2 separate regions of the Gossypium arboreum genome follow, and region 1 is linked to region 2. A link is a contact called in public Hi-C data. All regions are on one chromosome and are shown on one strand. Each heading gives the region's core, a stretch centred on a gene start, on an enhancer-like site or on the middle of the called end of the contact. The rest is flanking DNA. Distances are from core to core; before and after follow the strand shown.

The links. Hi-C and Micro-C count contacts between places; a contact is called where the count stands out from the background.
Region 1: a Hi-C map of leaf shows a contact between it and region 2, with 3 times the contacts expected there. The contact joins the promoter of LOC108467559 here to the promoter of LOC108487214 in region 2. A contact is called at or near these places in 2 of 5 Hi-C or Micro-C datasets (both in leaf).

What each region holds. Positions count from the first base shown.
Region 1 is chr3:25,299,656-25,305,964 of ASM2569848v2, reverse strand. It overlaps LOC108467559 (squamosa promoter-binding-like protein 16), which reads left to right and starts at 3,360. Exons shown (of 3, transcript XM_017768225.2): 1 at 3,360-5,602; 2 at 6,038-6,174; 3 at 6,246-6,309. The coding sequence starts at 5,391.
Region 2 is chr3:24,792,307-24,798,917 of ASM2569848v2, reverse strand. LOC108487214 (agamous-like MADS-box protein MADS4) reads left to right here and starts at 5,213. Exons shown (of 8, transcript XM_017791495.2): 1 at 5,213-5,635. The coding sequence starts at 5,451.

The DNA.
Region 1 (6,309 bases), core at 2,111-4,610, 510 kb before region 2:
ATAGATATTTGATTATGATTTGAGCATAATGTTATTCGACTATGCTTGGCACTAAGTGTGCAGTTTAATATAGCTTCGGCTACAAATGGCACAAAGTGTGTGAGTTGGAATAGCTTAGGATATATAAGGCACTAAGTATCCGATACCAACTTAGCTTCGGCTAACTGAAATGGCACTAAGTGTGCGGAATCATTTTAGCTTCGGCTAACCCTTATAGCACTAAGTGTGCGAATGTTAAAGTATGAATAATTTACGAAAAGTTTTGAATTACTCAAGCAAGAAGTAATAATGAAAGTGAATAAGTATGGGAAGATCCAGGTATGTATGATACCTTTGTGCTAGATGACATTATCTAGGTGAAGTTTATTACTTATGGATCGGATTGGTATAGATTTGATAGATGATTTGAGAATTTATATATATTTATGTATTAATGTTTTATGTTTATATACTGTTGATAATTTTAGTACAAGCTTACTAAGCTTTTGAAAGCTTACTTTGTGTGTGTGTTTGAATTTTTTTTTTTTAGATATCGAAGCTACCACAAGCTCGAGGACCGTCAAGGATCATCACCATACTATCGAACTCATTTTGGTACTTTTAAGATGTAAATATTTTTAAGTATGGCATGTATAAGCTAGAATGTCTATGTATTTAAGCTTTGATATGTATATATATGTTATGCCATGAGAGTTGGCTAGCAAATGGTATGTTTTGTGCTTAGTTTTGGTAAATGGGTTGTGATGCCAAATTGTGTATACTTGTAATGGTTATATAGTCTTGTATGTGGTGGTCATTTTAAAATATACCAAGTTGAGGAAATGGTAAGTTTAAGCATGAGTTAGAAGGTGCTATAAGTGAGCTATGAAATGAGCATTTTGGCATGTTGTTGTAATAAGAATTTTAATGTGTTTTGGTATGGATTTGAATAGGTTATTGAATGGTGATGATTTAGTTATAATGAAGCATGTGTTGAACATGGAATTGGCTGAAAATTTTAGTATAAATGTTGTTTAATATTGCTTGTAGGAATGATCCAAAAAGGGGTGGCAAGTTGGCTTAAACCAAGCCTGTATTTTGCCACACGGTCAGGGAACACGGGCGTGCCTTGTGGCCGTGTATGCAAAGCAGTAACCTCTTAAGATCACACGGTTAAGACACATGGGCGTGTCATATGGCCGTGGGCTCAAGTCAATAGCTAGCTAAGTATCACACGACCATAGCATACAGGCGTGTCTGTTGGTTGTGGGTGAAAGTTAGTATGTATGCCTTGTTTTAGCATGGTTGGTTCACATGGGCGTGTCTGGTGCCCGTGTGAGGCACACGGCTTGGTCACACAAACGTGTGACCTCAACAGAATTAAAAATTTTCTGAGTTCTAAAATTTATGAATGTGTTCGGTTTAGTTCCGACTGTCCTTAAAAGTATGTTTTAGGTCTCGTAGACCATCATAAGGGATGAATTGTTGATCATTGCCTATGTATTAATGTTATGTGATAACTGTGATTCTGAATTGGTCTAAAATGTTCTGTCTGTCTGGTAATGCCCCTTACCTATTCCGGCAACGGTTATGGGACAGGGGTGTTACAGATTGGAAGTTGGATGAGCTATTTATAGGTTTTGGAATTAGGGTTCTATTAGGGTTTTAAGAGAACCTTAATGCTCATGGGTGGCAGATCAATTTAAATTGTAATTTCTTTTTCAAATAATCGACCACAAATAAAGATGTACAATATTTTTTTTAATTTTTACAAAGAACTAGACACTCATGAGTGTCAAGTTCGTTTTAAGTATTATCCACATGTTAAGAAAATAAGTTATATTGTTACAATTTAAAGTTAATCATTTTACACGGAGTTGATACTCACCGGTGTCAAGATGCTTCAATAATTTTACAATAGTTATTCTAATTCAATGAGATTCAAAAAACTTAACGATACAATACATTTTATTAAACTCGACACCCATAAGTATTAGGTTAATCATAACAAAGTATATTCTGAAATTTAATTTTTAATGATATCTATTTTACTAAATGATAAAAAATTTACTATACTTACGTACAAAAAGTGAATAACTAGATAAGTGCAATTAAAATTAATATTAGAATATGTTACTTGGATACAAAGTACAAACATAATAGTGATTATAAGATGAAAATGAAAATACTAATTAAATACATTAATATAAAATTTTGTTTTTGGTTAAATTGCTTGTCTTTTTCTAAATAAGTATTTGGTACATAAATTGTAAATATTTAAAATTTCATAAGTGAATTTGAGATTTTTTTATGTGAATTTAAGTTGTATTTAAATAATTAAAATAAATAAATAATACAAAATCTTATCTCCTTGGTGGAGTTGAAAGTTTTCATCATTTGTGTATTAAATAATTATTTTTATAAAAAATATTTAAAAATTTAACATGTATTATTTTATACATTAACAGTTTTAATCAGTAAACAAATTATTTAAAACTTATATATAATGACTTTTTAGGGTTAAAGCCGACAGCCTAATGCCCCTCTCTTACTCAATCATTATTCCATTTGTTGCTGCTACTGATGAAGAAAAACATCATATCCAAAATTACAAGTCAATAAAAGTATGGGTTAATACACAGAAAATCAAAATATTACACTTCAATTTTGTTTTATTTATTCCAAAATTAAATTGAACCCAATAGTCATGTTAATGGCATGATAAAAGGTTCCCAGGTGCAAAATTGGGTTCCAATATGATATAATCTTCCTTATTATTATATACCCAAATTAATATTTTCTTTTTATATAATCTTTTTTCTATTTTACCGAATTTCAGGTTTTGGTTCAAAATTTAAAATAGAATCATGTGCTTTTCATGTGAAATAAAACAAATTCTGAAATACAATTGAATAGTGAAGTATATTCAAAACAAATTAATTCATAAAAGAATCTTTTAAAAATTCATAATTAATCTTTTAACCGTCTAATTTTATAAAGAAAAATTATTTTAATTTTTCACTTTTTAATTTTGAACTTACCCACCTCAAAATAGATAACAAAAAACAAATCATCCTAAAATTGAATTTAGGAAAAAAATATTTTTAAGAAAAATTATAATTAAAAAACAAAAAATATTTGATAAAATCAAATTAAAATAAAACTAAATAACCAAGACATCCAGCAAAGGACAAACAAACAAATAAAATCGGAACCGGAAAGTGAAACACAACACATAGGCCTTTTGTACTTTTTTTTCCCTCTCTCTCCGGATAAAAGGTTGATACTTAAAAAAGCAATTAGAACACCCTGTCACTTTCCTTGCCACTCGTTTCTTTTTTCTTTTCAGCAACCATTATTATTGAGTTTCATTTTATTATGCAACTTGTTTCTAACTTTCAAAGCTCTCTACACCTATAAAATAAGCTGGAAACCTTACATGCTCATCTCCTTTTCCACTTTCACTTCTCTCTCTTAATCTCCATTGTTGAATAAATTATTAACCCTAGCTTAGCTTTCATAGATTAAGAAGCTCACAATCCCTTTCTTAAATGGCTATTTGTTCTTGTGCTCAAAAGTAGTTCTTTTTCACTTCACACTTCTCCCCATTTCAAACTTTTTTTTCTCCTTTTTCACAGCTTATCTGAAACTATCATTGCAGAACGTGCCCAGCTTCTGCTAGATTTCTCTCAGGTACCCCTTCACCCTTTTACTTACCTCTTTATATATGGTAAGCAAAATACTAATTCAAAGTGCTTCATTCTTTTTAAGAAATTTGATGTAACTCTATACTTTATGCTAATAAAAATCGTAGGGTTGTTTTAGGGAGAAAGTTTAGGTCTCTTTATTACTTATCTACTAAATTTATTTTAATAAAATTAACATTTGTTACTGTTTGAGATATACGTGGGTTGAACCTTAAACAATATTAAAAATATAAATAAAATAGCCGTGATATAAAAATATTTTATTATATTTTTAAATCTTATATATCAATTTTATAAAAATTAAATAAATGTATTTAATAGTAAACTAAAGTGGTTTCTTCTGGTCGTTGCAATGATAACTATATGTCACGGTTGAAAAAGACCCATATGGTCTTCCCCCCCCCTTTTTAGTAAATCAACGGGGTTTAGTATATTCACCAACCTTTGCTCCAACTTTATAAAGTGAAAAAGTCTCTACTTTGGGAAATACCCACTTAACCTAAGAACAAAAATACAATTACTAACATGTTTTTTTTGGGGTTCAATACAAGTTCAACATTTCCAACGAATTATTATTTAAGCCCAATTGGGATTTTAAAAAGTTTTAAGTGTTTTGTTTCAATATAAAAAGGAAAAAGAAAAACACATATTGTGGCAAAGGCCTTTCTTTGTTTTCCAAAAATATCTTCCATGCTACTTGTGGTTGGGATGCGAGTGCCACTCCATTGATGTCACACTGTTTACAACATTTCCAATGTCTTATTTTTAAATTCAATTCCCAAAAGCCATGTTACCTATTAAAATTCAAAAAAAAGATAAATTTAACTTTAAATATCATAAAAGGTAGGGGGCCTATTACCATTAAGACCGCCTTCCTTTCCTTTCACACTCTTTTCCTTGACAAATGTATGATGTTTTATAGTTTCTTTTTAATATTCACATATTTATAAAACAACAAACACAGATAATGAGATTCATTAAGATCATTCAAATTGCTAAACATCTTGAAATTTTTAAATATAGTCATGTTTTGCTCTTATATGAATCATAATAACATGGCTGAACAGGACAATGGAAGAGTCAACATTAGACTTCTTTTTATACTTCTCCCATTGTAATAGCAAGTATGTTCATGACTCTTTTGACACATTTACAACTTTGCACCATCATTCCCATTCAAAATTTTTCAAGTTATAATTCAAAATTTCATTTCTTCCACTTAAACTTATTAAGTAGTAAGTATTAATTGTCAACGACTCTTTAGTTTGGTCATATATGATGAGTCATTTATAGTAGGCGGATGGATGGATCATTTTTATGAGTTTCCAACCCAACCCAACCAATCATCCCCTTCCTCTTGTTCTTCATCTTGAAATGACCCAAAAAAAGAAACAAACTTTGTAGTCCCAATATATTTTAATAAAACCCAACTCCCCGAAGTATAAATTTAACATTTTTCTAGATTTGGTTTAAGTCCCATTATTTGTTTCTAAGGAACGATTTTAAGAGGGGCTTGAATTTACGTTATAGTTTGATTAAGGTGATGGGACTGAAGAACAAGAAATAAGAAGACATTGTAATGTTTGCAGCGATATTGAGGTGTTTAAAGTCCATTGTAACTCAGCAGGTGAATTAGGAATCGCCAGCCATTGTTGGATTTGAGAGTTTTGGTTATTCTGAAGATTACTGTGAAGGGTGCCATTGATGGAATCAGCACCATCATCTGCTTCGTTTAAAAGGGCTCGGCCGCCTGGTTTCGGAAACCAAGTACCTTCATGCTTGGTTGATGGTTGCACTGCGGACCTCAGCAAATGCAGGGACTACCATCGACGCCATAAAGTATGCGAAGTCCACTCTAAAACCCCAAAAGTCTCAATTAGGGGTCAAGAACAACGATTTTGTCAGCAGTGCAGCAGGTAACAATTGAATCGCTTTATGCAGATTGAACATGGAGTTCAATAGATTTTGCTTTCCTCAATCATTTTACTTTTTTCCATTGCCTCCTCATCTGCTGATTTTTCCCTATATGGATCGATTCTTGCTTAGCAATGCGTTATTACTCCGAATTTGGGTATTTCCTTTGTGTTTTAAGGTTTATGAGTATGATTTGTTTATCTTGAGATTAGAATCGATAAGCTGTTTAGTCTCCGCTAAAACTCTCCTTTTTCATGATCGAAATTAATTCTATCAAGTGAGAAATTCTTTTGTGATGCATCATGAAAGTTAATGGAATCGATAAATGTTCTAATTTAATTTGCTCCTTTGCAAGATTTTATCCCATGCTTTCATTCTTAGCTTATTTTGTTTCATAAATGGAAAGAGTTTGTTTCTGGTGAATGCAATGTAATTAGGTTTCATTCGTTAGTGGAGTTTGACGAAGGGAAACGAAGCTGCCGGAAGCGTCTAGATGGACACAACAGACGGCGGAGAAAGCCTCAACCTAATGCTTTGACTGTAAATTCTGGAAGCTTACTTTCAAATCCCCCAGGTATGCCTTCATATTCTCATGCAATGGCTTATTTGTGATGTATTTTGATAAGAATTAGACTCTTAATGCAGGGAGTAGATATTTACTATTCAGCGGCCCCCAAATATTTTCCACTACATCCATGACCGATTCTTC
Region 2 (6,611 bases), core at 3,964-6,463:
TAAGTCCCTAATTATTTTTATTCAATTTTTTTATAATTTTTCAAAGTCAGAACAGGGGAACCCGAATTCATTCTGACCTTGTCTCACAAAATTCATTATATCTCAAAATTTACAAATCTATTGCTTACACCGTTTCTTATATGAGAAACTAGACTCAATGATATTTAATTTAATATTTTTTTCATCTTCTAATTCGATTTATACAATTTATGGTGATTTTTCAAATTTAGTCTACTGCTGCTGTCCAATACTATTTTAGTACAAGATATTAATTACCATGTTATAACATCCTTATTTTCTTTTTCTACACCATTTCTCATCACTTTCTCTTATTTTCTCTTCACTAACATATCAAGAACATAAGACCTTATGTAAGAAAACTCTACTATAACATCATTTCCATGTTTTATCAATAATAACAAACTTAAAAACATATTGAAATCTTGATATAATTATACTTACCTTGTTCTATTGATACTAATCTTTAACTTGATCTTCTCTCTCCTCCAGCTTCTATTTCTTGAATCCAACTTGATATTCTAACTCCCCATGGCCTCCTTAACATTTCTCTCTCTTAGTAGCAATGGAAATTCTTTTGATTTCTAGGTGGAAATGGTGAATTTTTGGTGGAAGGACCAAATTGTAAAGAAAAGAAAATTTCTTTCTTTTCCTTCTCTTCTAACGTTATTGCATGCATGGAAAGATGATGGAAATTTTCATCTTTCCTTCCTTTTATACTAAATAATTAATAATAAAATAATAATAATAAAATATCTCATTAAAATAATATATATCTAATTAAATAATCATAAAATATCATCAACATCATCATTACTTTCTAGATTTCTCTCTTCCAATTGACCATTTTGCCCTTTATTATCTTTTAAAATTCCATCCTTGAGTCATCATTTAATTTTGGTAAAATTGCAATTTAGTCCTCATAGTTCTTCACCTATTCAATTTGGTCCTAATTCATCCATTTTCCTTAGTTTCTAGATCATTCCACTCTTAAAATATTTACACTATTGGTCCTTCAACTTTTCATATTTACACTTTAACCCCTTAAATTTTGAGTATTTACTCTTGTGCAACAAAACTTTTCTCACTTTTACAATTTAGTCCTTTCTTGAATTAATATATCATAATATACTTCTTATTATTGACATAACTCAAAATTTCCTTTATGTCACTTTATTTCCTTATTTTACTATATCAAGGATAATATATTACTGTAAAAATTTTCGTGGTATTACAATTAAGGTGTAATTTTATTATTATATTAATTTATAGTTTCAACTTTTGAAAGGTTTAATACAAACAGTGTATTTATACAAGTACAATATATATTTGAACACCTACAACATAAAATAAAATTAGTACAAAACACAACAGATGAGGAATCAAAAAACCAAATAAAACCCACATATATTATATACACATATGATAATATTGGAGACTCACACATATTAATTGCATATTATAACACTCGAACTTGAGTATTCAAAGACTCATGGCCCTCGTCTTGACCAACTATCTTGAGGTTTAGGTTTTTACTTAGCCGTTGTTGTAATTATCTTGCCACTAAATTAAGAAATTATAATAAAAATTTTCATTAAAATTGTTAATTATATTCATATGTAAAGTGAATTTATTATGAGAAGTCTATTCCAACTGTTAGGATCGACCCGATTAAGCAACAAGAAAAAAATAGTAGAATAAATTGAAAAATTGAACACACAAATTTAACATGAAAAAACCCCTCCAAAAAGGATAAAAAATCAAGAGTAAAGATAATTTTACTATAATGGCAAAAGAACGAAGAGTACAAAAGATGTAGATAAAAACTAAACCCCGAAAACCCGAAAACAAAAACCCTCAAAACGTAAACACAAAATTCTCTAAATGTGTTATGAGTTCTAATATATAATGGGTGTATTTTCTAAGATTGTAAAAGAGCCTATTTATAAGCTAAATTCATAAGTCAAATAATAATAAAATAATCTAAACTAATTAGTGTTTGATTGAAACAAATAAACAGAGTTTAACTAAAATTGATTTAAACAAATAAACAGAGTTTAACTAAAAGATTATTTCTCAAGTTTGACTGAAATAGGAGTCATACTTAACAAATCTCCACCTTGACTCATATTTCCACAACGCCATCTTTGCCAAAGCCTTCTACGAGCCTATCTTGAACCATGCAGGGAATTAACTGAGTCAAACCTGTGCTTAGAAACTGGAAGACTTCTAGCCTTCGACTTGCACACTGCAAACTAACCCAGGCTTGCTTTTCACGAACACAGCGCCCTAACTTTTCAAAACCTGTATCCAAAAGAGAACCTCTCTTCAACAAAATGGTCATGCCTTTTTCCCTCCTATGACCAAGTTGCCTCTGCTCCAAACGAGTTGACTTCGACTCTATAATGGACAAGGGATATCCGATTTCACCGATCACTGTAGAACCTTCTAGAATACAAAGACTGCTAGTTCTTTTACCTTTTAACAAAACGAGAGCTCCACGAGATACTTTAATATCGCTTCACTCGATGTTGATTCTGCATCCTTTCAAGTCTAAAATACTTAATGAGATGATATTCTTTCGTAAATTAAGTATATACCTGACATCTAAGAGTGTCCTAATCGTCCTATCATGTATCCTAATTTTAACAGTACCAATACTAATTGCCTTACTAGATGAATCGTTTCTCATGCTCACAACTCCACATTCAACTTAACTGTATGTGGAGAACCATTCTCTATTGGGACACATATGGAAAGAACATCTCGAATTTAGGATCCACTTAGACGTGAGCTTGGAGTTATCGCTCGGTGACACTAACAAGAAATCATCACCGCTTTCATCAGCCAAATTAACACCAGCTACATCTTCTTCATTACTCTCAGCAGCTCTTTTATTTCGCAGTTTATAACCATCTGCTTTGACGTGACCTAACTTTTTACAATAGCGACACCTTTTCTCTAATTTCTTTGATGCTACCAAAACGGAAACTTGCTTATCTGCCTTACTATCCAAACCAAACTCATTGTTGAGTTTGTCTTTACTCAACAAATGACCATTCACATTTTCAAACGAGAGTTTGACTCTGCCATAAATCAGGGTCTCCTTGAAAGACTTATATGAAAGGGGTAAAGAGCACAATAAGAGCATAGCCTGATCTTCATCGTCAATATGAACCTCAACATTCTTTAAATAATTTAAAAGAGTAATGGATTGACTAATGTGATCTCTAAGAAGCTCACATTCGTTCATGCGAAATGTAAATAGACTTTGTTTAAACACTAAACGGTTAGCCAGAAATTTAGTCGCATAAAGAGTTTTTAACCTTTTCCACAAGGCAAATAAGGTCGCATAAGGAGTTTTTAACCTTTTCCACAAGGAAAATGAGGTTTTCTCCATCAATACCTCCTGCAATACCATATTCACGATGCATAACTGGATTGCAAATAAGGCCTTTTCATCAAGCTCTTCCCATTCTGTTTAATTTAGATTCTCAGGCTTTTTCTCGGTAACAACCTTTTTCAAGCCGGTTTAAACTAGAATTGCAATCATCTGAACTTGCCACAAATTGAAATTTGTCTCATCATCATACTTCTTAATTTCAAACCTTATTGTTGCCATATCTAAATGGGCTGATCTATGAATATTGAACTAGCTCTGATACCACTTGTTAGGATCGACCCTATTAAGCAACAAGAAAAAAAATAGCGGAATAAATTGAGAAATTGAACACACAAATTTAACGTGGAAAAACCCCTCCAAAGAGGATAAAAAACCACGGTCAAAAATAATTTTACTATAATGGCAAAACAAAGAGTACAAAAGATGGAGATAAAAATTAAACCCCTAAAACCCGAAAATAAAGAACCCTCAAAACAAAAATACAAAATTCTCTAAATGTGTTATGAGTTCTAATATCTAATGGGTGTATTTTCTAAGATTGTAAAAGAGCCTATTTATAGGCTAAATTCATAGGCCAAATAATAATAAAATAATCTAAACTAATTAGTGTTTGATTAAAACAAATAAACAGAGTTTAACTAAAAAATTATTTCTCAAATTTGACTGAAATAAGAGTCATACTTAACACCAACAAAAACATGGACCATATAATAGGACGCAATGATGCACGAAAGTATGAAAAATATTGCAAATTGATGCATAAAATCATGAAACCATACTAGCTATCATGTGTTCAATGTATATTCATATATAAGTATAAGAAATAACTATTTAAAAATTAAATTTTTTCGTATTTGATCCTTTTTCTAAATTCCAAATAATGTTCGACGTAATTACATTAAATTAATGCAAAATGAGTTAAAAAGAAACTAAATCATAAGGGTTTGGGTCATTTATATGAAATAATCACATACAGCAGCTAACATATGCAATCGTTTCAATAATTCCTTGCAAAATGTACAAAGGGAGGGGGGGAATTAAGAAATTAATGTGAGAACCACAATTAGCAAGCTTCTCCTTTAATTCCTTCAAAACTCTCCAACCTTCGAACTAATTAAAAATATATATATACATAGATACATATATTTTGCTCTTTTCAGCTTTTCTTATCTCTCTCAGTAACATTTGCTTCGCCTCTAATCATGCAATTCTTGTTATCATCATTAAAGTTATGGATTTGACTCCACAACTCCAGTAATCTCAGCATGCACACTCCTTTGTATACAATACCAAGATAAAACTTATTATAGTAAAAAATCAAGGCTTTATTCTTATGAAAAAACATTGTTCTATGATCCATGACATCATCACGACATGCTGCTAATTAATTAATTAAGTTAACCATATTAGGATTACGTTAGAAGATTGCAAGACAAGGATTTGTCTTAAAAATTAAAAAGACCAAGCAGAAGGGTAATTACGTAAATAGAAGGGAACAGATTGCGGAGGGTTCACCTTCTTAAGGTTAGGTCATACGATTGCCCGAACCCTAAAATGGTCAGTTGGATCATTACAAGTCTATGTACTTCTCCATTCGACACGTAGCAGTGTGGCAGTGATCCTTTTGCATTGACTGGTTAAGGTTTCTCAGCTTCTTCGTCTTTGGCTGTTGCTTGTTTCGCACCGTTGGATGGGGTTGATCCAACGGGCAATGGGTGAAGCTTAAGTAAAGGTACAAAAGAAAGTAGGTCCCTTGGAGATATAATATACCTAAAGGAAAATCCTTTTTGTTTAGGCTGTCTTATCATTTTGTTTAGTGCGTAAAACAAAGCAAAAGGTTTAAGTTTTTTTTGTTTGTTGGGGGGGGCGGGGGGGTTAATTCTGATTACATGATGGATGAAGTTGTTAGCGAAAGCGTATCATCCATGACAGAATAAATAGAGAGAAAAGCAAGAAGAAGAACAAAAGTGTTAAAGAGAGAGTGTTTGGGGGTATTGCAAAGATAATATTTTTATTGGGGAAAAAAAGAATGGGGAGAGGTAGGGTTGAGTTGAAGAGAATTGAGAACAAGATTAACAGGCAAGTAACTTTTGCTAAGAGAAGGAATGGGCTTTTGAAGAAAGCCTATGAGCTTTCCGTTCTTTGTGATGCAGAGGTTGCTCTCATCATCTTCTCCAATAGGGGAAAACTGTACGAGTTTTGCAGTAGTTCAAGGTATCACCAAAACTATTTCACCTTTTTTCTTTTTTGGTACCCTCTTTCAAAACCCCAAAACCAACACACTACTCCTCCTCCTACTACTATACTAAGGGTTTTTTTTTTTCGTAAAACAACGCAAGCTCTCGCTTCTTTCTTTTTGCTTGCTTTGATTTCTGACTTTTGGGGGTTCAAAGAGGAGGGTTTTTTTTGCTGTTTTGGGTGTGATTTTGGGGTATTCAAGTTATGGGAGAAAATTTTGAGAAAAGAGTGAAATTTTATAATATAAAGCTATGTTTGAGTTTTGCCGTTTTGGTGAATGTCTTGGCGTTTGCCTGTGTGTTTTTCCTCTTCTTCTTGATGTTAGATCTGCAATTCTAAATCGTCAAAAGACAACATCCCTCTCTTGTGTATATATATATATATATATTCCCACTTTAATTTCTTCTCTTCCTTCTTTGATCTCTTTGGTTTTATCACCCCTTTCCTTTCCCCTCTTTCATCCTTACATATATATATATATATATATATTAACTACAAGTTTGTTTTTAAAATCTATATATATATTAACTACAAGTTTGTTTTTAAAATCTCCGATCTAACGTCTTTCATGTTTAACATAAGAAGCTGAAAGATCTCTTGCAGATTAGCTTTGAATACTTTTATTCTTTAAAGATCTCTTGCAGATTAGCTTTGAATACTTTTATTCTTTCTTTAATTTCTCTCGTTCAAGCTTTGATTAGATCCTGTTTTTTTCCTCTTAAATCATTATAGATCATGTATATTAATTTCTCATATAAACAACCAAAAGCTTATTTAGATAAAAGGAAAAAAAAAGAACAGAAAGAAAGCTTTCGATGAGCTCATAAATTTACACGATCTGAGCTTAGGGTTTTATTTTAAAGTTTCAAACTTAATCCCATATCTAAAAGCAGACTTCAACCTGGTTTATTTTTCTAAAACAAAACAGATAAAAAAAACCCAAGGATACCTG